3 separate regions of the Sus scrofa genome follow, and all the other regions are linked to region 1. The links are chromatin contacts, called in public HiChIP or PLAC-seq and promoter capture Hi-C maps. All regions are on one chromosome and are shown on one strand. The core of a region is the stretch at or near the end of the contact, and the rest is flanking DNA. Distances in the headings are between cores, read along the strand shown. Region 1 holds the start of SUFU (suppressor of fused homolog). Region 2 has its middle 28 kb from the start of TRIM8. Region 3 overlaps TRIM8 (probable E3 ubiquitin-protein ligase TRIM8).

Region 1 (2,996 bases), core at 258-2,757:
TATGCAGTCTCCTGCCCTCTGAGCTCCTCCAGCCGCGCTGCTCCAAAGCCTTCTCAGATGCTCCCCAGGCCCCGCCTCGCCTCCCTCATCCCACTTCAGCCGCCCCCCACCCCGCCCGGGCTTCCCCTCGCCCTCTAATGACCCCCTACAGGCGCCCCCTCCTTTCACCACGTTTACAGTTCCCTCTCTCCTGTCGTATGCGCCCCCCTGCTCCTACCCACACCCCAATTCACTCTATTCTCCTAATCCCAGTTTACCCTGCATCCACCCCCCTCGTTAACCCTTCGCTACCCAAAGGCTTCGTTAACCCCTTTGTCCCCATTCCTAACTTGAGCCTTAACTTCTTCCCTCTCAGCAGGAAGCCCTCCTTCCAAGTGCTTTAACCATTCTCCTTCCCCCTCCTCTTCCCCGCAAACTACTTCGCCCTCGGCGCTTTAACCCTTCCCAGCCCGCCCCTGTCCATCTCCCCACGGCCCAAGACATACCAGTACTTGACGATAGCGGTAACCTGGAGCGGGTTCGGCTGGTCAGGGTAAAGGCGGCGGCACTCTCCGTAGATGGCGTGCAGTCCCGGGGGGAAGAGAGAGGCGAAGGCCGGAGGGCAGTAGGGCCAGGGGCCGGGGGCGCAGCGGGGCCGGGGGCACCGCTAGGCCGCAACTCCGCCATCGGGGCGCGTAGGGCGCTGGGGGGACCGGGGAGGGCAGACGACGGGGAGAGCGCTGACGCGCCAGCAGGCGGACTCCCTGGGTGCGACTCCCGGAGGCGATGGGGGCTGCAGCGAGGTCTAAGCTCCGCGCCTGCGCAAGGCGCACCGTCCGCCCAGGCAAGCGACGGCCAGAGGGTGCCTCGGGGGCCGCGGGGCGCTCAGGGGGGCGGGGCGGCGGCGCGCCCTATTCCGACATCCATTGGCTAGTATCTTTGCCAGTCACAGGTGGGAAAGGCGTGACTTGACAATAGGTCCCGCCTCCCTCTCCCTGTTTAAGGGGTGTCCCGAAGCTCTTGGCCTCCCCTAGTGTTAGGAGGAACTCAGGTTTAAATAGAGATGCTGGCGCGTCTTTCTGAGGTGCTAGGGTCGCACCAAAGCGCTGGGAAGTGCGTGGGTAAAGGGCTTGTAATTGTTCTGCGGTCACTCTAAGAAGGATTGTTAAACAAATCTGGCAATGGATTGATTCATTCGTTCGTGTAGCATTAGTTTTAACAGTAAAAATCTGAATGTTTCCTACCGTCTTTGAATGTCCATTGACCAGATTGACACCAACACCGCCAAACTCGAGGGTCATATGTTGAAATATCTATTTTGAATTTCTGCTAGAAAGTAACAGGACTTAGATAAATTAGGATCGATTAAATATCCTGACTAAAGGGTCAGGACTATTAACTAAAGGGTCCTTGCAACTTGAAGGGCGGGAGGAAATACTCTAGACACTGGGCTCAATTAGAAAGCAGTGATGGAGTTCCCGTCGTGGCTCACTGGTTAACGAGCCCGACTAGTATCCATGAGGACTCGGGTTCGATCCCTGACCTTGGTCAGTGGGTTAAGGATCTGGTGTTGCCGTGAGCTGTGGCGTAGATCACAGACTGGGCTCGGATCCTGGGTTGCTGTGGCTGTGAAATAGGCTGGCAGCTACAGCTCCAATTCAACCCCCAGCCTGGGAACGTTCACATGCCGCGAGTGCGGCGCTGAAAAGACCAAAAAAAAAAAAAAGAAAGGAAGAAAAAAATAGAACCTCTTTTCGCTTCCATTTTCTCATTCATCAATGTGAATCCTTATGAAAATTAAAGATATGCTAGAGCAGTTCCTGAAGCTGGAAGATGAACGTCGTTTTAATGGCCAAAATATCATCTATACCAGTAGCGCCAAATGCCAGTCTTTAGATCAATGTTAGCATGTTGCATTACAACTATCCAGGAAAAAAATGCAAAAATCAACAAAAATGTTCTTTTACCGCAAAAGCAAATTTTATGTAATTTAAACTACTTTCCTCTATTCTCTGAATATGTTCCTCCCTGTGTATTTGTGTGTATTAGAAGTTACTTTTATTAGAGTGCTATAGTGATATATGTTTGTTTTTTTTTTTTTTTTTTTTTTTTTTTTTGGCTTTTTTTTTGTTGTTGTTGTTGCTATTTCTTGGGCCGCTCCCGCGGCATATGGAGGTTCCCAGGCTAGGGGTCCAATCAGAGCTGTAGCCACCGGCCTACGCCAGAGCCACAGCAACGCGGGATCCGAGCCGCGTCTGCGACCTACACCACAGCTCACGGCAACGCTGGATCGTTAACCCACTGAGCAAGGGCAGGGATCGAACCCGCAACCTCATGGTTCCTAGTCGGATTCGTTAACCACTGCGCCACGATGGGAACTCCATGATATATGTTTGTTAATGTCTTATAGACCCATATAAAAATATGGCAACCTTACGTTGTCCAGGGGAAGTGGTGGAGAGTGGCAGGACTGATCTGTAAAAGCCAAACATCCACAAGTTACTGATCAATCCAAACCGAACTACAGACAAATACTACATACTTCAGGAGGCACTGGGAATCCCTCCCAATGGACTACAGATTCTGGTAGGCAATGCAATCAGCGTCCCTTTCTATTTAATCTATAGAGACTACAAAGCCCAACACACCGTGCGCCGGAAACGCGATGCCGTGTCACTTACACTAGGCGGGGCTCCGAAGCAGCTAAATACAATGCAGAGCCTTCTGGGTATTGTAGTTCTTCGAAAGCGAGGTCGGGCCGCTCCCTGGCCGTCCGGTACTGGAGGCCAGACTGCGCATGCGTTTCAGTGGCGTTAGCGGCAGACCGGTCTGGCAGTTCCTTCCTCGGAAGGAGAGATTCCTCTGCCATGGAGTCCTACGATGTGATCGCCAACCAGCCTGTCGTGATCGACAACGTGAGTTGCATCCCCCTAGAGGGACTTATGCTCTCCTCCTCGAAGGGATCGCTTCCCGGGTTTCAGCCTGGGCCGCCGGTTCTTTGTCACTGGCCCGGCCTG
Region 2 (2,996 bases), core at 304-2,803, 170 kb before region 1:
AAAAATAAACTCGGCTTTACCGTGAACCCGCTCCACTGAGAAAAGCCAGGCAGATCGATTTTTAGAATAGATCAATTTTTACAGTGCCGGCAACTTGGTGGTGTGGGCCGCGCACGGGTGGAGTGGGCTTGCTGCTGGGAAGAGCACGGGTGCCTGTGATTGCAGGGGCCCTGCCCCGGGAAGCCACCCCAGCTGCAGGGCCCATCCGCCGCTCTGCAGCAGAATGTGTCCTCTGTTGATTGATGGGGGAGGCATGGCAGGAGACTTCTCCTGCCCCGTGTTGCAAAAAGAGCTTGTTTCCCTGAGCCTTAAGAAATCCCCGGCTTCAAATGTGGGAAGGCGAGCCAGAGCGTCCCCTGGCTCCTGAATCGAACTCTGTTCTGAGGCCTGAGCTCAGGGGTTTTCAGAGAATGAATAAGAGGCTGTCCAGTGGCTGGTGGGGCCCACGAGGCCAGCGGCCCTCTCATCCCGGGAGGTAGCCCTTGCTAAACCCACCAAGGCATGTGAGCCGCCTGAAGGTCACTGCAGCCCTCCGTCCCCGGCCTCTCTGGACCAAGTTGTGCAGGTGAGGCTGAAGCATGGCCCGCTTCAAAGGCGGTCTGGGGTGAAAGTCATTAACAAGGCCAGACATGAAAAGGTGCCCCGGGGTGGCTGCGGACAGACCTGTAAGGACTTGCGAAACAAAAGAAGGTGAGCCGGCTGCTCCCCGCGGTCTCCTCTGGCTTGTCCGTCTTATACAGGCACCTCTCGCGCTTTGAAGGGACGCAAAACAGAATTAATGGAAATGTGGCTCTAGCCCTTGAAAATGGTTTTTCCCTCCAAAGAGTGCACCAGGGATGTTATCTGAGGGGCACAGTGTCTGCTCTGAGGTCTGTGATTGGGGAACCCTGCAACGTGGAACTTGGACTCTGGCAGTGCATGGCCTGTGAAATATTTTTGTTCTTTTACCACCAACTTAGGGAACTGTTTGAAAGGCGCCCCCCCTCCCCCGGGCCTCGGCCAGCAGGCAGAAGCCACTTGCCCTCCTCTGGTAACAGCCTCTGTGAATGTTCAGATTTGCTTCTCAGCTAAAGACACAGAGACATTGTGGCTGTCACAGGCTTTCATCTTCCCTTTGAGCCCCGCTGAACCCTCCCTGGGCTCCAGGGGTAGATGAGAGAAGCCTAAAAGATGCAGCGTTTGAAAGCTCCCGGTTGTAAAAACAAAATGCTTCTCAAGTCCCCAGCCCCAGCCCCACCCCCACCCCCGGGCCCTCACCAGAAGACCCAACTTGAAGCAGGAAAGGGGAGGCCGGGTCCCCCATCCTCCCACCCCCTGTGAGTCTTAGTGAGCCTCGCTCCCGCCTCCGGGGCACGAGTGCATCTGAAAGTGCGGGGGAGAGGGTTGGGGGCCAGAGGGCAGGCGAGGCCTGGGCCAGGGGCCCCAGGATGTGTGCTCAGACCAGTTGTGGGAAAAACGCCTTCCCTTCCCTCCTCCCGACCTCCCCGGAGCAGCTCCTTCTGGCTGGCTTCCCCACGCCCAGGGCCGCACACCCTTTCCCCTTCACTCTCCCTTGGTTGCTATGGAAACAAGGGTGTCATTGATGTGGGCTGAGCTGGGGAACATGTCCGCGCACAGCTGAGAGTCAGCGATTGTGCCGCCGGGTAGAAAGGTGCAGGGGTTAAGGTCCGCGGCTCCCCTGCCGCAGTCCTGCCCCCTCCGTCCCTCTCACTTCTCTCTCTCTCTCCTGGCTTTGGACAAATTTCTTGATTCCCCTCTGGGCTAAAGCTGTGGCTATTTTTGCGCAGCTCTGTGCCCCACCCGCACTGTCGGCCACTCCTTATCCGGCCTGGCCTGGAGGGTGACACCATGTCACCCTCGCCAGGACTCGTCCCTTGATTCCCGTCAAGAGTTTGCTTTGATTTCTCTTTCCTTCTCAGGGGCCAGTTCTTACTTCTTTTTATTTTTAGCTCTGCACTCCGTGTGGTTTCAGGGTTCAGTCTGATCCATCGAAAGGTTCTTTTTTTATAATCCCTTTTGAAAATGATAATCAAAGGAAGGGACGTGGTATTTGGTCATGTGGAAAATTCAATGTATAATTTAGACGTCTGTCAAAAATCCGACAAATAAAATTTAGCTGAAACGAAGGCAGCCTGGAAAGTGTCCTGTCCTTCGCTGGCACTTGGGGAGGGGAGTGGGCCTGTGGGGAGCTTGTCCTCTCAGGGCTTCTCATCGCTCAAGGTGCTTTCTTCAGAAGGCTGTAACCTGAACACTGGCGATGGCGAGAAAAAGAACCCTTTCTGAAGCCCCTCCTGCACACCAGACACTTCATATACATCATGGAGCTGTTGTTAGTCCCACTTTGCGGCGAAGAAAACTGAGGCTCGGGCCTGGGTTAAGGAATTTGCCCAAGATCACAGAGCCATTAGTGCCGGCCAAGCTGCCTGCTCTGGAGGACAAAGACAATAACAGCCCGTTTCTCAGCCTTCCAAGTTCACACCAGGGGTCTCCTCTGATCAGCACTGCTCCCCAGTGGGGTCCCTGTCCCAAATATTAAGTGTCCTCACGGTGGCACAGCCATAAACTTTGTACCATCCTTTGCACAGACAGAAAAAAGAAGTTGGGAAAGTTGGGGCTGGCCAGGATACTGGCCGTGTACCTCGTTCCTAAAACTGGATTTTCCTCTTAGGATTCAGAGAGGGGAATAAACGTGCCCTAAGCCACACAGTAGGAGGCAGAGTGGGCTCTGGTCCAGGGCCCTGCCCTCGGGAAGAGAGCTTGTCTTCCTTCCCCTCCGGCAGCCTCACTTCAGTGGCCTAGACACCTACCAGCCTGGCTGGTCCCAAGCGCCTGCCTTTAAAGGCAAGCTGTTGGCAAAACAGAGGGGAGTTCGAGGTGGGAAGAGAGAGAAAGGCCAGTGTTGCCAGGTTAGCGAGAGGACCCCCAGTTAAACTTGAACTGCAAATAATCATTTTTAATATGTGTACCCCATGCACTGAGACATACCTACCATTGTC
Region 3 (2,996 bases), core at 143-2,642, 140 kb before region 1:
ACGCCATTCCCAGCCCTCCAAAACCCTCCCACCTGTTGCCCAATGTTCTAGACTCTGCCTTGAGTGGCTCCCTCTGACGCCCCTTCCAGCCCCGAGGGGGACATTCGTGAGCCCCCGACGTTCCTGCCCTGGGAATGCCTCACAGCCCTCTGGAGAGTGACTGGACTCAGCAGATGCATAAGGCTGTGGGGACTTTAGGCTGTATAAAAGCTAAGAAATAATAATAATAAAACCCTCAAGTTACCCTTGAAGAGAAACAAGGTCAGGTGGGACCAGGGCCCCAGGAGCTAGCTGGGCCAGAGCAGGGGCCACCAGCAGCCCCTGTGGGGAGGGGGGGTGCTGGGGTTGGGGGGAGAGGGCGCTGGGCCATTGGAGCACTCCGTCCTGCTCAGATCCCTGCCTGGATGACTCTCGGGCCAGCTCTGGATGCAGCCCCTGCTCAGAGCTACCCCATCCTAACCCTTCCCAGCAGCCAAAGCCGCCCTTCCCTCTCCCATGTAAGCCCTGGTCCCAGAGTACTCCTTCCTCATCTCAGAGCCGCTTCTGCCTGCCCCGGACGCCCCCTCAGAGGCTTCAGCCCCTGCCTGGGGCCACCTCGTGGACCCCCAGACTGGGGGCAACCACAGACCCAGAAAAAAGAGGCTGGAGGGCAGGAGGCCGGGCAGGGAGAAAGGCAGCAGCTCGGAGGCAAGCCTAGGCAGACCCCAGAGAGGGTTTCCCAGCTGCGGAGCGGAGTTAGCTTTTGCCATGCAGAGAGCAGCGCTCTGGGGCAGCAGAACAAAGAGGCGAGAGAGAAAGCCCCCCTTTGTCTGGCTTTGAATGCCAGGCCAGCCGGGAAGGAAGGCTTTCCCAGAGCCAGGGACGAGGCCAGCCAGGCCTGCCTGCTCGGTCCAGGGCTGGGGCCCAGGCAGGGCTCACCTTCTTCCTACGCCCACCCGCACTGCCCCCAACACAGCATCACAGGATCCATCCAGCTTCTACCTCCAATCCCCACAACAAGCTCACCCGAAGGTGCATCCCGGCCTCCCCCCGCCAACCGCCTCGCCAGGTGAGAAAGTCACACAGGACTCACATCCACCCACCCACCCGCCACTGCCAGGCAGGCAGTCACTGGCCGGCATGCGTGCACACTCAGCTTCAACTCGCAGGTGTACAGCAAGCGGGGCACCCTCCTCTCCCTCACACACACACTCGCACGTCTTCCCAGCCCTGCAGCTACACACAAGCCGACTCTGTCATTAAGTCAGTCACTCACGCAGTACCTGCTCAGAAACATACACGTGAGATGCCAAAAAAGGAGTCCCGTGTGAGTTGCACAATCAAGTACAGCGGTTACACACAGCACGCAAACACCTGCACGCAGACATGGACGCACAGGCACCCAGAGCTGCAGGAGGCAGAGGAATCAATAGGGCGTACATGACAGGCGCCTGGCTGTGTCAGCAGCATCCGGGGGTGGAGGTGGGGGGCTGGGCCTCTGCCTCAGGCTCCTCTCTGCCCAGGACCCAGGGAGGAGAGCCAAGTCGGGCCCCTGCTTCCTGATCCTTCGAGATGGTCAAGGAAGGAGCAGCTGCAGGACCCTCACACCTCCTGTGCGCACACACACAGCCTCCCCTCCCCCCGCCAAGACCTCAAGAGTACAGTCAAGGGGTGGGCGGTGGGAAGCCGTGGATCTGCGCTACCTGAGTCAGACCGCAGCCACAGCCCAGCTCTAGCTGGGCCAGGGCAGCCCTCACTCCCAGAGCCTCCTGGGAGACAGACACATGGTGCAGGGACCCAGTGCAAGCCCGCCAGGCAGGGACAATGTGAGCAGGGCAACTTCACCCCAAGTAGCTGCCAACCCCAAACATGCCCAAGAAGTATGATCCCAACCCCAGAGAACATCTCCTCCACTCTAAACCTTCAAGAAAGCAAGGAACAGGGTCATGGGGACATTCCCAACCTCAGTCTGGGGTGCTAAGAATGACCCAGGGGCACGACTATGACCTGAACACACACACCCACATCCACCCTGCAGAGCCCTTCAGACATAACTAGGCCTGATCTCCAGTCTTCTTTCCACACTGAGGGAGGTCATGAAATAGGGGTGCTCCTAGCTATACCAGTTGCTCACATGATCCCCTAAGCCTCGGGGCTGGAAGAGGGTCTGAATACCCAGGGCTGCCATGCCTGAGCCCACCAGGATATCCCAGTCTTGGGCCCTTAGCCTCCCGTAGCCTCAGAGAACATATTTGGGGTCCAGGCGTGTCTCAGAGAGGGTCTCTGGGGTCTACCCAGTGGGCATTCAGGCCTCAGGGCAAGTGGCCTCACAGTGGGTTTGCGGGGGCAGAGTAGGGCTAGGACTTCCAAGGCCTGACTCTGAGACCCCCTGCTAGACCCCCACTGGCCAGAAGTCCTGCTCACCTTTCTGCTGGCCCATGTAGGTGCTTTGAGTATGAGGGTGGGGAGCCAGCAAGGGGATATTGATCGGGGTTTCCTATTTCTGGCCAACAGGGCATTTCAGCAGCCCCTGGCCCTCACCTGGGACAACAGAAGAGGAAGCACAAGAAGCAGAGCTGTATTTTCAGGCATGTGCCAGGTTGCCATGCTATCTGATGTTGCCTTCATCAGACAGACGCCCTCCCACAAGGAAAAAGAGGCCCAGGAAAAGGCCCCTCCTCAGGCTGGGCTAGAGAGGATGAACTGAGTAATGGGTTCTTCCATTCAGGTTCCCTGTGGCTCACCCCCTCCCCCAAGGGTGGGGCCCCTCTTCTTCCTCCTTCAACACATCCAACCCACAATGAGCGGCGCTGGGCCACTGAAGGGTTTCCAACTCCAGTGCCCTGGGACACCGGAGAATCTGGAGTGCCTGGGGCAGGGGGAGCCTGGAGAGGGACGAGACTCAGGCTGTGGGGCACAGATGCTGAGTGCACAGAACTGCACATCTGGCTGTGATGTAACCCACTACTTCTGAGCCTACCCACACCAGGAACAGGAACGAACACACACACATACAC

The links. Promoter capture Hi-C pulls out the DNA fragments that hold promoters and counts their contacts. HiChIP or PLAC-seq counts read pairs in DNA pulled down with a chosen protein or histone mark.
Region 2: an H3K27ac HiChIP or PLAC-seq map of alveolar macrophages shows a contact between it and region 1. The contact joins the enhancer-like site here to the promoter of SUFU in region 1. A contact is called at or near these places in 1 of 5 promoter capture datasets (fetal liver), 7 of 47 Hi-C or Micro-C datasets (alveolar macrophages, embryonic fibroblasts, epiblast stem cells and 4 more) and 2 of 2 datasets of contacts at active chromatin or transcription factors (alveolar macrophages and skeletal muscle).
Region 3: a contact with region 1 is called in a promoter capture Hi-C map of fetal liver, with 3 times the contacts expected there. The contact joins the enhancer-like site here to the promoter of SUFU in region 1. A contact is called at or near these places in 3 of 5 promoter capture datasets (fetal liver, fetal skeletal muscle and liver), 7 of 47 Hi-C or Micro-C datasets (alveolar macrophages, embryonic fibroblasts, epiblast stem cells and 4 more) and 2 of 2 datasets of contacts at active chromatin or transcription factors (alveolar macrophages and skeletal muscle).

The regions. Positions count from the first base shown.
Region 1 is chr14:113,498,512-113,501,507 of Sscrofa11.1, reverse strand. SUFU (suppressor of fused homolog) reads right to left here and starts at 1,507. Exons shown (of 14, transcript XM_021072750.1): 1 at 606-1,507; 2 at 486-603. The coding sequence starts at 666. ACTR1A (alpha-centractin) reads left to right here and starts at 2,714. Exons shown (of 11, transcript XM_001928877.5): 1 at 2,714-2,894. The coding sequence starts at 2,847.
Region 2 is chr14:113,664,393-113,667,388 of Sscrofa11.1, reverse strand. No RefSeq gene overlaps it. Among named protein-coding and RNA genes, the nearest start is that of TRIM8, 28 kb to the right of the region's middle. Within about 2 kb of position 1,553, at least 46 of the 83 cell types and tissues checked have an H3K27ac peak or open chromatin away from gene starts, as enhancers often do. A contact at or near this core is called in alveolar macrophages, fetal liver and skeletal muscle, where this site is marked.
Region 3 is chr14:113,641,112-113,644,107 of Sscrofa11.1, reverse strand. All of the region lies in intron 1 of TRIM8 (probable E3 ubiquitin-protein ligase TRIM8), which reads right to left. Among named protein-coding and RNA genes, the nearest start is that of TRIM8, 5.2 kb to the right of the region's middle. Within about 2 kb of position 1,392, at least 20 of the 83 cell types and tissues checked have an H3K27ac peak or open chromatin away from gene starts, as enhancers often do. A contact at or near this core is called in alveolar macrophages, fetal liver, liver and 2 more, where this site is marked.